Linked DNA regions of Arachis hypogaea: region 1 is linked to region 2. A link is a contact called in public Hi-C data. All regions are on one chromosome and are shown on one strand. Each heading gives the region's core, a stretch centred on a gene start, on an enhancer-like site or on the middle of the called end of the contact. The rest is flanking DNA. Distances are from core to core; before and after follow the strand shown.

Evidence for each region. A called contact is a pair of places that touch in the nucleus more often than the background predicts.
Region 1: a Hi-C map of leaf shows a contact between it and region 2, with 2.1 times the contacts expected there. The contact joins the promoter of LOC112765176 here to the enhancer-like site in region 2. A contact is called at or near these places in 3 of 8 Hi-C or Micro-C datasets (leaf and an unstated tissue).

What each region holds. Positions count from the first base shown.
Region 1 is chr17:124,107,064-124,114,175 of arahy.Tifrunner.gnm2.J5K5, forward strand. It overlaps LOC112765176 (thioredoxin), which reads right to left and starts at 5,348. Exons shown (of 2, transcript XM_025811056.2): 1 at 4,811-5,348; 2 at 3,089-3,447. The coding sequence starts at 5,039. The coding sequence ends at 3,128. It overlaps LOC112765174 (transcriptional corepressor SEUSS), which reads left to right. Exons shown (of 10, transcript XM_025811055.3): 10 at 1,249-2,913. The coding sequence ends at 2,225.
Region 2 is chr17:124,074,940-124,081,978 of arahy.Tifrunner.gnm2.J5K5, forward strand. No RefSeq gene overlaps it. Among protein-coding and RNA genes, the nearest start is that of LOC112765174, 23 kb to the right of the region's middle. Within about 2 kb of position 4,467, at least 2 of the 3 cell types and tissues checked have open chromatin away from gene starts, as enhancers often do.

The DNA.
Region 1 (7,112 bases), core at 4,098-6,597, 33 kb after region 2:
TTTTAATGCTACAGATTGCAAAAAAGGTATGCACATTAAATGGAATCAATTATAGCATACTTATTAAATTTGGATTGGACCGCACTGGCTGGTTCAACAAAAAAATCAACCGGTTCAGATTGATATTTGGATTGCTCTTACAATTGAACAATTTTATTTTGGCTCTTCCATTGGAATTAAACTCGGGTTTCCTGGAAAAGGATGAGCCGGTACACCACTAGGCCAACTTGTTCCTTGATATACATTCTTTTTTTGCAAATATATTACATAGATAAAATTAAATTATACTTGAGATATTAATTAATTAATTTTGGTTTGAGGGGTTCAATCAGTGAACCATGACTTGAACCACGACGACCTTGTGCCTTGACTAGGTCACTAGGTCAATTGTGGGGTCGGTTTTTATAACTATGAATTATAGACACGATTACCTTCGATTTAAGAAAGATGGGACTTGAAGATAGATAAACTTAAAAGGCTAGCTGACAATCTGGTTAAAATTGTTGTTGGAGACTCGAGTTGGTGTGTAATGTGTAGTATCTGTCTTTAGGTCCTAGTTATAATGGAGGGCTTTTATGGAGAATTACTTGAGTTGCAAACAAGTGAATGCTTTGTTAAGTTACGGGAGATGTAATTAAGTCTTATTGAGCATGCAAGGGCAGATATGGACATATGGTGCATATGATCCATCCAACTAATTTATCCCTAGTTATAGTGATTGGAATCTGGTCTGTTATTGGGTGCTTCAGAGTTCAGACTGCTACAATAAGATATTGAAAGAAATCAATTGTAGGCAATTAGAGTTGATAATGCCTCCACTAAAGATGATTTATGTGCTAAAGCCAAACCATTAGGCTATTATAATTTGGAACTGTTGTTTGGGAGGAATGATGTGCAGCTTTTTGTCACCTTTTATCTTCCTTTATACCTCATCTCTTTTTGGTGGTGGTGGTGGAGGGGGGGGGGGGTCAAGGATGCTCGCAGGAAAAAAACTAACATCGAAAGACGTGAAGTTGATAATTGTAATTGTAGGGTTTGAGGTCAAGAGTTGAGACTGATGGTTGTTAAATAAAATTCTTTGAGGGAGCAAAGATGTTCTATACTGTGTTATGTGTCCCAACACCCAAGTATCATACCGTTTTTATTTGAACATGATATTTGTTATGTTGGCAACTTTGTTATGCCCAACTGTTTTATTGAGATGGCTGCTATATGATAATGTAACGTTTCTTTTTCCTTTCGTCCCAGAGAGCTTAGCCAAATTCCCTCGGAGAACAAGTGGATCATCTGGAATTCATAATCAAGGACAACAACATGAAGATAGATTACAGCAGCAACCGGAACAGCAACAGCAAATGGTGGCCCATAACTCAAATGGTGATCAAAACTCTGTGCAAGCTGGTGCCATGCAAATCGCTTCCAGCAATGGTATGGTCAGTGTAAATAACACTGCCAACTCTGCATCTGCATCGACCACCACAAGCACCATTGTTGGACTTCTCCACCAGAACTCAATGAATTCTAGACAACAAAGTTCAATGAACAATTCAGGCAGTCCCTATGGAAGCAGTTCTGTTCAGATTCCATCCCCAGGTTCCTCGAGCACTGTTCCACCGGCCCAGCCTAACTCATCACCTTTCCAATCACCTACACCATCTTCGTCCAATATTCCCCCACAAACATCTCACCCCACCACCTTAACGTCCGCCAATCACATAGGCGCAACAAACTCATCGGGTAACATGTCCTTGCAACATCAGCAATCACCTCTCTCTGGTGAGGCAGACCCGAGTGATGCTCAGAGCTCCGTACAGAAAATAATACACGAGATGATGATGTCCTCCCAGATGAATGGCACAGGTGGAATGGTAGGTGTTGGTTCTCTTGGGAATGACGTGAAGAACGTAAATGGTATTCTGCCGGTGAATACCAATACGGGGCTCAATGGTGGCAATGGCATGGTAAGCAATGGTGCGATGAACAGTAATTCCGGCGTTGGGATTGGTAGTTACGGCACAATGGGTATCGGTCAATCCGGTATGCCTAATGGAATGAGAGCTGCTATGGGAAATAATTCTGTCATGAATGGAAGAGGAGGAATGGCCTCAATCGCGAGGGATCAAGCCATGAACCATCAGCAGGATTTGTCAAATCAACTACTTAGCGGTCTAGGAGCAGTAAATAGTTTTAATAATCTTCAATTTGATTGGAAACCATCTCCATAAAAGAGCCTCTTTGTAGATGGTGAGTGGGATGTTGTGGTTCTTTCTTCGAAGCTGCTTCCCAGTGCAAGCAATGGTAGATTGCCTTCGGCCGTCGAACGATAATACAGCAGAATTGCTATTGGGATAGTGATAGCCTGATAGGGCGTAGGCCACTCTGCCAATATATGATTTTATAATATAAGAAATGGAAATATTTGTTGGCTGGTTGTGTGGCTGATGGGGCTGGTTTTTCTTGTGAATTCAAGTGTAACCTTTTTTTTTTCTTTTTATATTTTAAATTTTTGTCTTGATGGCTTTTTCCCCAGACTCATCTTTGATTCACGCCCTAGCACGAGGAAGGTCACAAAATTTTGGGCTACAAAATGCATCTGGTTGTTGGAAGAACAGAGTTCCTCTGCAGAAGATGATTATCTGATGATGATGATGATTAAGGAAGTTTAACATCTACAATATTGAATTAATGATTTATCCAATGTAGCCTTTGCAAAAATGTGGAGAGAATATATATATATTATTTAAAGTGTTCAATCCATATATGGAAACACTGCCCTTAACCTATATATATATATACAGAGAGTAGCGTCTAGGACAAGAAAAAAGAATGGTAGACAAATGAACAAGAAAATTTCTCCAATTTCATGCCATTATTCTATTGTGATCGAGTAAATGATCAATATGGTATTTCAAATTGCAAGTGTATTTTATTTTAACCCTTAGAAAATTTGAAAGCATTAATTTAGTATTTGACTAATCTAACTATTAGTCAACTTTGACTGTATCGTTGACATTTTATGTCAAATGTAATAGTAGTTGATTGGTCATTGACTAACAGAATGTGATACTAAAATAAAAGAGGTTGCGAATTGAAAGACCAAATTGAATTTAGTCGATTTTGTGTATAATCAAATGTCAACATATTTATCAAGTGTTGCTGACAAAGTGGACTTGGGGACTGCACCAATGACGCTCTCTTTCTTCTCTCCATTCTTGAAGAAGAGAACAGTAGGAATGCTTCTGATGCCGTACTGTGTGGCTATGTTGGGACAGTCATCGGTGTTAATCTTGTAGCATGCTATCTTGCCAGCATATTCTTTTGCCAGCTCATCAATGATGGGTGCTATCATCCTGCATGGACCACACCATGGTGCCCAAAACTCAACCAGCACTGGTGTTTCACTTCCTATCACAAGTTTGTTCCAGCTTGAGTCTGTCACTACTTGCACTGCCAAATTCATCATCATAAACAACTTTCTTATTCTAACTGCTCATAACAAAATCTTGATACAAGTTTCTTATTCCTCAATGAATCTGAACTTTTTACTAATCAAGGTTTAGAGCTTTATGAAATGATAATCTAAAAATGTTATTCACTAATTCATTTACCATTCACTTGGCTGCCCAAGTCAGCATCATCTTACCTTAGCAAAGTCTATATACGGTCAAAGTCAATTCAAAATATCTGATTTAGCGTGCATATTAATATTATTAGTAAAATTTTAAATATATTTTTTAATAAATATATAAAAAAAGCTTGTATTTAATATTTTTTAGAATTTTTTTAATTAATAAGCATTAACATATTTCTTTTAGGATACATACTAACCAAATTCATTTAATAATAACAAAACAACAATGCTACGTGACCCGCAAATATTATCATTTTGGGTTAGTATTTAGTCTGTAATAATTTGCACTCATATTTGCAAATGTTTGCACAAAAAAAATATATAATTTGTACTTATATTTACTCGAATTTGTATATATGAGTCAATACAATTTACACTCACATATTTTAGAAGAGAAACTCTTGGATAGGCAACAATTTTTAGTATTTTTTATCATCATTTGGTCAGCATAAATATTAAATTATCTTTAACAAATAAATTTTATTAATTTATAAACTATATACTTTTTGTGTGCAAAATGTCTATAAATATGGATGCAAATTATTACTAGTCGAAGATGATAATATTTGTTGACCATGTAGTATTATTTAGTTTAAAATTTATACATATAAATTAATAAAATTTATTTATTGAAGATAATTTAGCATTTATAATGACCAAAATTAATAAAAACTGCTTGCCCCTAAAATTTCTGATAATGAAATATTACTTTTTTTTTGAGTGAATACCCCATCCGGTCCCTGACAATTATCTCGAAAGGACAATGAAGTCCCTAAGAAAAAAAACACCCAATCCGGCCCCTGTTATTTTTTTTTGGGACTGATTAGCCCCTGTGCCAAAAAAAACAACATTGAATTTTTTTGACACAGGGGCCTCGTTGTCTTTTCAAAGTAATTGTCAGAGCCGGATTGGGATTTTTTTTGTCAAGGGCCTCGTTGTCTTTCGAGATAATTGTCAGGGGCTATTTTGGGTTTTTTTTATTTTTTATTTTTTTTTTCGGGATTTTCACTCTACTAAATAGACTTCTTAATTACGAGTAATATGGAGACTAATAGGTATAACTATATGCACTTATGGCTTCTAGTCATAATTTGTTATTGTGTGAAGGAAAATTCAAACATGAAAAACCGTACAAGAAAGCAAGTAAGGCTAACAAAGGGTTGTGTGAATGGTAATTACCTTCATTTACCTTTTCACGAGCATTGCAAACAAAAGAGGATTTTCTAGAGGTACCAGCAGTTGAGTAAAGAGATGGATTTGAATTTGATACTGTTGAATATAGCATGGACTTGTTAAATCCTCTGTAAGATGAAAAAACAAGTTTCTTCCTTGAAGACAATGGAGAAAGACATTGAATTCTTGCTGTTCCTACTGTGGTACTTAATCTTAAACAGTTCTCCAAGGCCATGATGCTGATAATTCTTCTTCTTTTTGTGTGTTTTCCTTTGGAGGCAGGTATATTATATTATATAATAACTTTGGTTATATATTATTTATTTTTATTTATATCAGTTCCAGGGTTTGTGGATTTTGTGGATATGCTAGTTTTGTTGAATTTATTTTGTTTTTTATGGTGTAGTATTGTATATCTATTAGTGGATAATTGTAACGTGATTGTGAGGTTCTGAAAAGGCTCAAATTCATGTGGATGTTGTTTAATTTTATGTCTTCACAAAACCTCAACTTTTATCTCACTATAAAGCATCCAACATACTTTAATGACAGATTTTTTTTTTGGTGACACTTTAATGACAGATTGAAACAGTAGTAAGAATTTCTAACGAGTGGTGAGAATTAATATGGGACGATTTATTATTCCTTTCCGTTAGCGTGGGACTTTAATTCACCTCCTCTCTGCTTTGTTATTTTAAGACACAAGAGTAAATATGTTTATGAATAAACGAATTAATTTTGTATGTATGAAAAATAAAAAATTATTATTTTTTATTTATCAAAATTCAGAATATTGAGAATATCTATTCATAAATAAAATTAAGGGTTAAGTATGATTTTGGTCCTTAACGCAGAGGTTTAAAATTTATTTCGTTTCCGGCCTTTTTTTCACTACAAAATAGTCCCAAAAGTTTCAGTTTGTTTTAAAATTGTCATTTTTACCAAATTTTAAATTTTTATTCCAAAAATTACCCTTAACTAAAAAAAAAAAACACAAAACGTTGAATAAGGGGGAAGGAATTCAATTCACGCTGGTTCAGTTCAGGAAAGGGAACAGGGGACAGTTCAGAAAAGGGAATAGGGGACAGAAGAGGGGGAAGGGAAGGCGGGGAAGGGCCACTGCCACCGCTCCTCGCCGCTGCCGCCGCTCCTCGCTGCCGCCGCCGCTTCGCGCTAACTCCAGAGCCACCGCGACCCTCTTCCCTGCTTCTCTCCTTCCCTGTCTCGGACCTCCTCGAACCAGAGCTCACCCCCGACGAGGAGCTGTCACAACACTCCTGTTGTCCACCAGCGGCGAGGCATCTACGGCCTTTGGTGATGAGGAATCTGAAGAAGGCAGCTGGTCCGAGACTGATGTGACGTTGGCGGAAAGGGAGGAGGAAGAGGCAGACGATGGCAGCGGCGGCGATAGTGAATTTGGGCTGGGCGTCGCAGACAACTTGAGCCCACGGAGAACCTGTTCCACGCTTTTGATTTCATTGAAGAAGAAGACGACGCTGTTTTACTTTTATTTCTTATGCTTTTGTTTCTGATTTCATTGAAGAAGAAGATGAATGTTTTTCGTTTTTTATTTCATAATTCAGGTTATTATTTTGCTTTTAATTTTTATTTTTGATTTGATTTTGGATTAGTTTAGTTGGATGTTGATTTTCTGTTAGTGAATTTTAGGAAATAGTTATTGTTGTTGGTTTGATTCTGTTTTTGGTTTGATTCTGGATTGCTTCTGCTTTTGGTTTTGCTTTTATTGTTGTTCTGATTTCATTATTCATTGCTGTTGTTGGTGTTGTTCTTCTAGTTTTGTTTCATTGTTGTTGTTGTTTCACTGCTTTTTGCTTCTGCATTCTGCTTCTGCTTCTGCTTCTGCATGCTTCTGATTCTGCATTTTGAGGAAGAAGGGGGAAGGGCATTTTCGTTCGAATGACGATTTAAAAAAAAACTGAGATCTTTGGGATTATTTTGTAGCGAAAAAAAGACCGAAAATGAAAAAACTTTTCAGCCTCTACCTTAAGAACCAAAACCGTACTTAACCCTAAAATTAACGTGTAATATTTTTATTATATGGAGATAATTGTTTTTGAGTGTAAAACTAATTTCATTTCTTTGTAAGTAAGTTTATCATTGTTTTGAAATTCATGGAAAAAATAATAATTTATTTTTTAAAAAAATGTTTACTTGTAAATAAATATTATTTTATATAAATTAATGGATAGATTTAATTTTTATATAGCATCAATATAAAGATGAAGATATTTATCTATCGTGCCAATAAAATAATTATTTTTTATATTCACTAATAAAAATTATGATT
Region 2 (7,039 bases), core at 3,217-5,716:
CACACAGAAAAAGAAAGGGAGAGTAAATGAGGTATATTTTATGGGTTCTTCTTTTTTTTTTTTTAGTTATTTAAAATGTGTATCTCTGTATGTTATGTATGTGTTGAATATATATATGAGTATAATATTTTATTTATTGGTTTTTATAGAACAGGCGGATCTCTGAATATTAATTAAAAAATCTCAAATAAAAAAATTATAATTCATTCAATTAAAACTAATAATAACTGAAATTTTAATTTTTTATATAGATAAAATCAATAATTATATTATAATTTTATATAATGAGAATTTAATAGATCTCAAAATGAGGACTTTTTTCTTTTAAAGCTTGACAAATTTTTATTTTAGTCAACATGATGAATAATCGTTATATCCATTTGAATGATTTTTTTCATTCTTAGAGAAATCTTCTTTTGTAGCACCTGCTAAGGTGAGATTCGTCACATCTAAAATAAAAACATATAGAATTAATTTTAGTTGCAAAATCTTTTTTTTTTTTTTTGACAAAATAAGTTTTGAAAGAAATAAACGATATCTTGATTTTCTAAAAATGATGATAGTTTAATAAAATGTATTTTTTTTAGTCACCAAAAAAAATGTATTTTTATAGATGACAAACTTCTTAGATATTTTATTTAATTTTTCTAGAAACTTATAATTACTTTCAACATGTTAAAAAATTGAGACAAAAACGGCGGATATCTAAACCTTTTCATTTGTTTCTTGAATTTTTTACCATTTGCATAAAAGTAATTGTAAGAAGAAAAAAAAAGTTGCAAATAACTACGTTTAAATCTGATCGCTAAAATCATTTTAGAATATGGCTTTTTATTTTTAATACATTTTGATTTTGACAAGCAAAAATAAAATTTTAAGATCAAAATATCATTTTGTTTTTCTAAGTACACTTTATAGAAATTAAATCTTTTAAATAATAAAATAGTAGTCAACTTAAAAATAACATACAGATAGAGTATGTGAATCGAATTTTAAATAAATCTTACTTGGTCGAGGGTTTGAAATTAGAAAATTCTCTTATAAAATACCATATTATTTATTATCTAAAAGTTTATATTTTTTGGATTTTTTATCATGTACTCTAATAAGGATATAAATTAAATATATTATAAAAAATATTTTAATGATATTTATTGTAAAAATTATTTTTTTACATTTTCAATACATAGAAATAATAAATAATGAAAGTTCCACAAGATTTAGAGAAGGGAGTGAATCTATGACATTCTTTAACTTTGATTAGATTTTAAATCAGAAATCGAATTTAACTTTTGTTTGGTCTGCGCAGCGAATTATGCAGGAGACAATTTCGTTTTGTTTCATAAAAACCAGAAAAACATAACTAAAATAGAGAGGAAGAAGGTAACACAGTCATATATATTGCTTTAGTTGCCTTGTGCAATGCAACATACATCCAATCTCCACCATAACGTTGGTAGAATTTTCATTATTAATCCAAGTATTACATAAACCAATTCCTTAGGATTCAACGTAATCCTATCTGAACACACAAATTTTAACATAAACTTGACTTGGCTATGCTAATACCAGACTCACCACATTAAGTGCTTACCCAACTTAGTAAGGGATACCTCTCAAGTACATGACTCAAGACAGAAAATACAACAAAAAAAAATCTGAAATCACTCTTGACTTTTCTCTCAAGTATTTTTCTCAGTCTTTTTTTTCACTCTATGGTTTTTTCTCAATGTCTCTCTTTCTTGTCTTTTACCTCTAAAAAAACTAAGATATACATTGAAACTGAAATGCAAACCAGTAAATAATAAAGAAGATGATGATTCACAATCTTGACTCTATGTACTGAACCCAACATCTGAACTCATAACTTCGTTCTTCATCTTGGCGGAGTGCTCCCTTTAGTGTAAGTGTAATACTTCCAAAACTTCAAACTCAGTAGTAAGTATTTACTCTTTGCTCTCTCTATCAGGTTCTCTCTCCTTGAGCTCTGATGAGATTCAATTTTCCTTTTTGTACCTTAGTCAGAGCCACAATTAGGGTTTCTTTCAAATCAACTTCTTGGATCTTGGGCTTTCAGAAATCATCATTCTCTTTCTTCAATCAACCTCTAAATTAGGGATTTTAAATTTGATTCATTTGTTTGACCGAGGATAACAGAGCAGTAGAAATGAGCTTGCTCAGTGATAATCTCAAATCCAAATCCTTGAAATTGTGCTTTGACTCCAAGTAACAATGTGAGCCATTAATTTATAGTAGAGATAATCAGAAACCACTTTTTTCATTTATCCCAAATTGGTATTGAAGAGAGTTGGAGAAGAAGTGAAGAAATTAACTTGCATGCAAATAGAAATAAATAACATTTATCCTCTAACCTAGCTTAACATGTTTTTTATTAGGGCGATTGGACTTTTGCTTTCTTGAGTAACTTTTCTCTTTCTTTTTTTTCTCTAGTGTATGTGAGTTCGAAGATGAAGCGCTCTCCCTTTTTCTTGTGCCATTGACCAAAGTGTACTTGTGAACTTTAACTTAAGTTTGATTCACTTATGGTTGGATGACTTTAGGCTTGGTTTGTGGATTAAAATTCTTTCGACAACCTTAATTTCTTTGTTCCAATTATTTGGGCTGTAGTAATATTCATTTTGGACCTACATTACTAAATAAAGCAATTGAATCTAATTGACTATTTAACTTAATAAATTAATGTTTATCATTATTATTAAATTAATTATATTTTTAATTCAATAAATAATATTAAAATATTTTTTTATAATATGCTTAACTTATGTCTTTAAAATATTAAATAGTAAAATTTATATTTTTAATTTACTTTTTATTAGTAAAAGACTAAAGGTGGTGTAAGCAAGTGAGCAAGTAATATTAATATGCTATTGGAAATTTTGGTAGGGAAGCCAGATAAGTGAAGCTTTTATGATAGTTCTAAACTTCTAATTATTTCATTAATTTTTATAATATCATTTAATTTTCACTAAATTTTACCATTTAAAATTTTGTAACTAAGTATTTTTAGTAGATAAATTTTTTTTATTAAATTTTACTAACTGTTATTTTTCAAGAAAGAATACAATAATTTTAGAATATTTATTTCTAGAAATTTCTACAATTATCCTACATCAAATACAAAAAATATTATTATTTTTAAATTAATGAAATCATTTTGAATCTTTTTAAACATTTTATAATTCTGTAGTTACACTTAAATTTATATTATTCTGAACCGTTTTTAACTGTAACTTTTTATGTTTTAATATTTATATATCGAAAGATAAAATACATATAAAATATTGTAGAAAACAACATAGTAAATATACAAAAATATAATTTTTGTGGGATATGTAAAATATATCTGAATTCTTAAACAGTTTATGTGGTAATGTATATTTTGGTTTCTAAAAGTAGTTTGATATGTCAATTAGACTTTTAACCTTTTAAAACGACAATAAATTTGTCACTAGGAGATTCTATTTAACTAATCACATCATCATTAATACTAATTATTGTGAGACTAGAACTGGAAGTGAGTCAAACCAGTTCATGAGCCAATTTGAGTTCGACTCGTTAATAGTTCGATAAGCTAAACTCGTGAGCTGGTGTGCGAAGTTTGAGCGTGAAATTGAGCTCATAAATTAAATGATCCGAATTTAAATTTGGATAAGCTCAGCTCATTAGTTCATGAGCTGGTTCGATTATATATATATAATTATTAATATATACACTAATACACATATTCTATATCCATTTAATCTATACTTTTAATATTATACATATAGTATGAAGTAGTAATATATATATATATATATATATATATATATATATATATATATATATATATATATATAATCTTAATTATTTAAACTTTTATATTTATTTTTTATATATAATTTTGATGTAGGATATAAATAAAAAATTATAATTTATTAATAGATAAATAATATATAAAATATATCTTTTTAATTTTTAAAAAATATATAAATTATAATTTATTGATATAAAATTATAGATTATGTTCTTATTATTTGAGGCAGCTCGTGAGATTGAGCTAACTCATGAACTTTTGATGAGTCGAGTTTGAATTTAAAAAATAGACTCAATTATTAATAAGTTGAATCATGAACCAAGCTCAATTTTTGTGAGTCGAATTTGAACTTGGTTTAACTCGACTCAAATCGGCTCACTTCACACCCTAATTGTGACTAAGATAAAAGTTTGCCCCGAGCTATGCTTTTGAAAGTTGGAAACAAAATTAATTATTAAAAAATTCAAAACCACATTAACTTATCAAACGAATATTAAAAAAGAAATTGCAGAGACTAAAAAACGGCAAACCAGCATTATCTCATTAATTCATTAATGTGCCAAAAAATTCTACTGGCTGATATGGAATCATGGGAGAACTAGGTAGAATCATTCAGCTATAAACGGCCGTTATACCTCTCTCTGTCACATAACGGTGCTTTTTCTTTCCGTCAAAGCACGTGACCCAAATCCCAACGCATTCCATAGCATGTGACCATCCATCACACATCATGGTCATTGATGACATGGCATGTAGCATGTATCATGCATCATGTAGTATCATTTATGCGCATATCATCGTATATCGTTATCTTATGACTTGAAAGTGCCGCAGAATGTCTCTGCCTTGTGTTTCATACTTTTATCATGTTGGTGTACCCTCCCCCGATTAGGGTTTCTCCTCCCTCTATTATTCTTTCCTCTTTTGAACGTCGTCGTTTAGTCAACCAATCAAATTATTTTTAGTTTCCGTCTTTGCCCTTAAGACAAAATTTTCCTTTTCCAGTTTGAAGAAAAAATGTTTAATTTTAAAGACTAATTGCTAACATAAAATTTTTTTAAAGATTTTATTTCTATGTGATGAAAACCAACAAAAATTTAGCTTAATTAATTTCTTCTTTTGTTTTTTTTTTCTTCTGAATTTCTATTACTAACCATGTAAAATTACCTTAAAATATAAATAAAGTTATTCCCAAATCTTGTTTGTAAGCCTAATAATCTTTCTAATTCAAGATTCCAAGATATAATGTTTTGTAACTTACATAATATTTCGAGTATTATTTAAATAGATCACATTGTTGTCAAACTCTCGAGTTAACTCGTAAACTCGTAAACTCGTACGAGTTTAAATATGGAATTGAGTTGACTCGAACATAGATTCTATCCTGAGTAAATTCGGCTAGACTCGGTCAAACTCGGACAAACTCGTGAGTTTAGGACCGAGTTAGCGAGTTTGTGTTTTTTTTTTTTTGTTTAAAAAAGCGTCATTTTGAAACAAAAAAAAAAACACTTTTTTTATTAAGGTTACGATAACACTCCCAGAGAATGAAAGAAAACTCACTCACAACTCACTCATCTGCGTCGTTTCTCTCAAGTCTCACTTTCTCCATGTTCTGCCGCAGTCGCTGTTCCCCGTCGAGCTGCCGCTGTTCGCCTGCGTCTACTACCACTGCTCTGATTTGCGCCATTGTCTTTGTGAATTTTACCTATGTTGCCCTCTGCTTTGTATTTCTTCACATCTCCACTATCCGCGACTCCATCGTGCTATCACCGTTTACGAGTTCGACTACTTTTCTACAGTCTTATCTCTGCTCTGATTTGCGCCGTTGTTAATCCATGACTCTTTGTCGCCGTCGTGAAATCCATGACTTTTTGTCGCCGTCGTTTCGTGCTGCTGCTGCACCCTCACCACCGCTGCCTGTTGCACCCTTGTCTTCGATCTGATGTTGCTGGGACTTTGCCCCTTCTTTTCTTCTATATCCTCTATTTTTTGTATGCCTTTTGCCCCTTTTTTTGAGCCTTTGCTTCTTGATTTAGTTTTTTTTTTTTTTTGCTTTTTAATTTTTATTGCTTCTAATTTTAGCCTATTGCTTATTGTTTATGTTAGATGGCCAGATGGTTCATCCATTCATGGCTGATTGGTAATCAATTATTTTGATTAGAGTTCATTTGATTATTTGATATTGTTCAATGATCAATTAAAGATTTAGTATTACAGATTTAGAATTTTTAATTTTGTGTATTCTATATTGTATTTGTATAAGAATAATTATAGAGGATTTGAATGTGTATTTTAAAATATTTGTTATAATGTATGCTACTATTTTAATTTATTATGTGCTTTAAGATTGATATTATTAATTTTGAAGGGTTAGAATTGAGTAAATATTCATTATGTATGAATATATATATATATATAAACTTCATAATAGGTGAACTCGTACGAGTCTACGAGTTAACTTGCCAGTTGAGTCTAGGTGAACTCCACGAGTTTACTTAGACTCGCGAGTTTGACAACCTTAAATAGATGTAATTCAAATTTTAAACTAGAAATATTTTTTGACATAAGTTAGAAGGATTAAACATTTTTTCAACTTAGTCAATTAATTTATAAGAAAATTACTTATCAAATACCTAATCAGATATTAGTACAATGTCAAAAAAATATTTGACTCAATTATTAATTAATTTAAAAATAATCTAAATGATTAGATAACAGTATAAAATTAAATTATTTTACATAATTAATATATAATAATCAAACTAATATGCGAGATAATAAAATGTATGTATGTATTAAGAATCACTAAAAATAGTGAATACAATATAAAAAATATAATGAATTGAAAATACAGTATAGTATTCTAAAAGTAAGAATAATATGGGAGCGAAGGAAGAGCTCAACCACTTGCAAAGGAGAAGAGAAAGGGACTTCAGTTCAAGTTCAAAAGATACAAAAGAAGAGAAAGCACAAAAAAAAATGGTCATAGCTTATAGATCAATCTTCCTTTCTCTAGCTTCTCTTTCCACCTTATATCCACTGTAGTAGTACTGAGTTTGTTATGTTATTGTGAGTTTGCTATGTCATTCAACTCTCTCATGCATGATGCATCTTCCTCTAAAGTGTCTATCATCACTCCTCCCGATGAAAATTAACCTTACCCTCAAAGTTGAAAGTCGGATAAAGTTGTTTCATACTCTCATAACATTTTCAGGTTGCGTTATC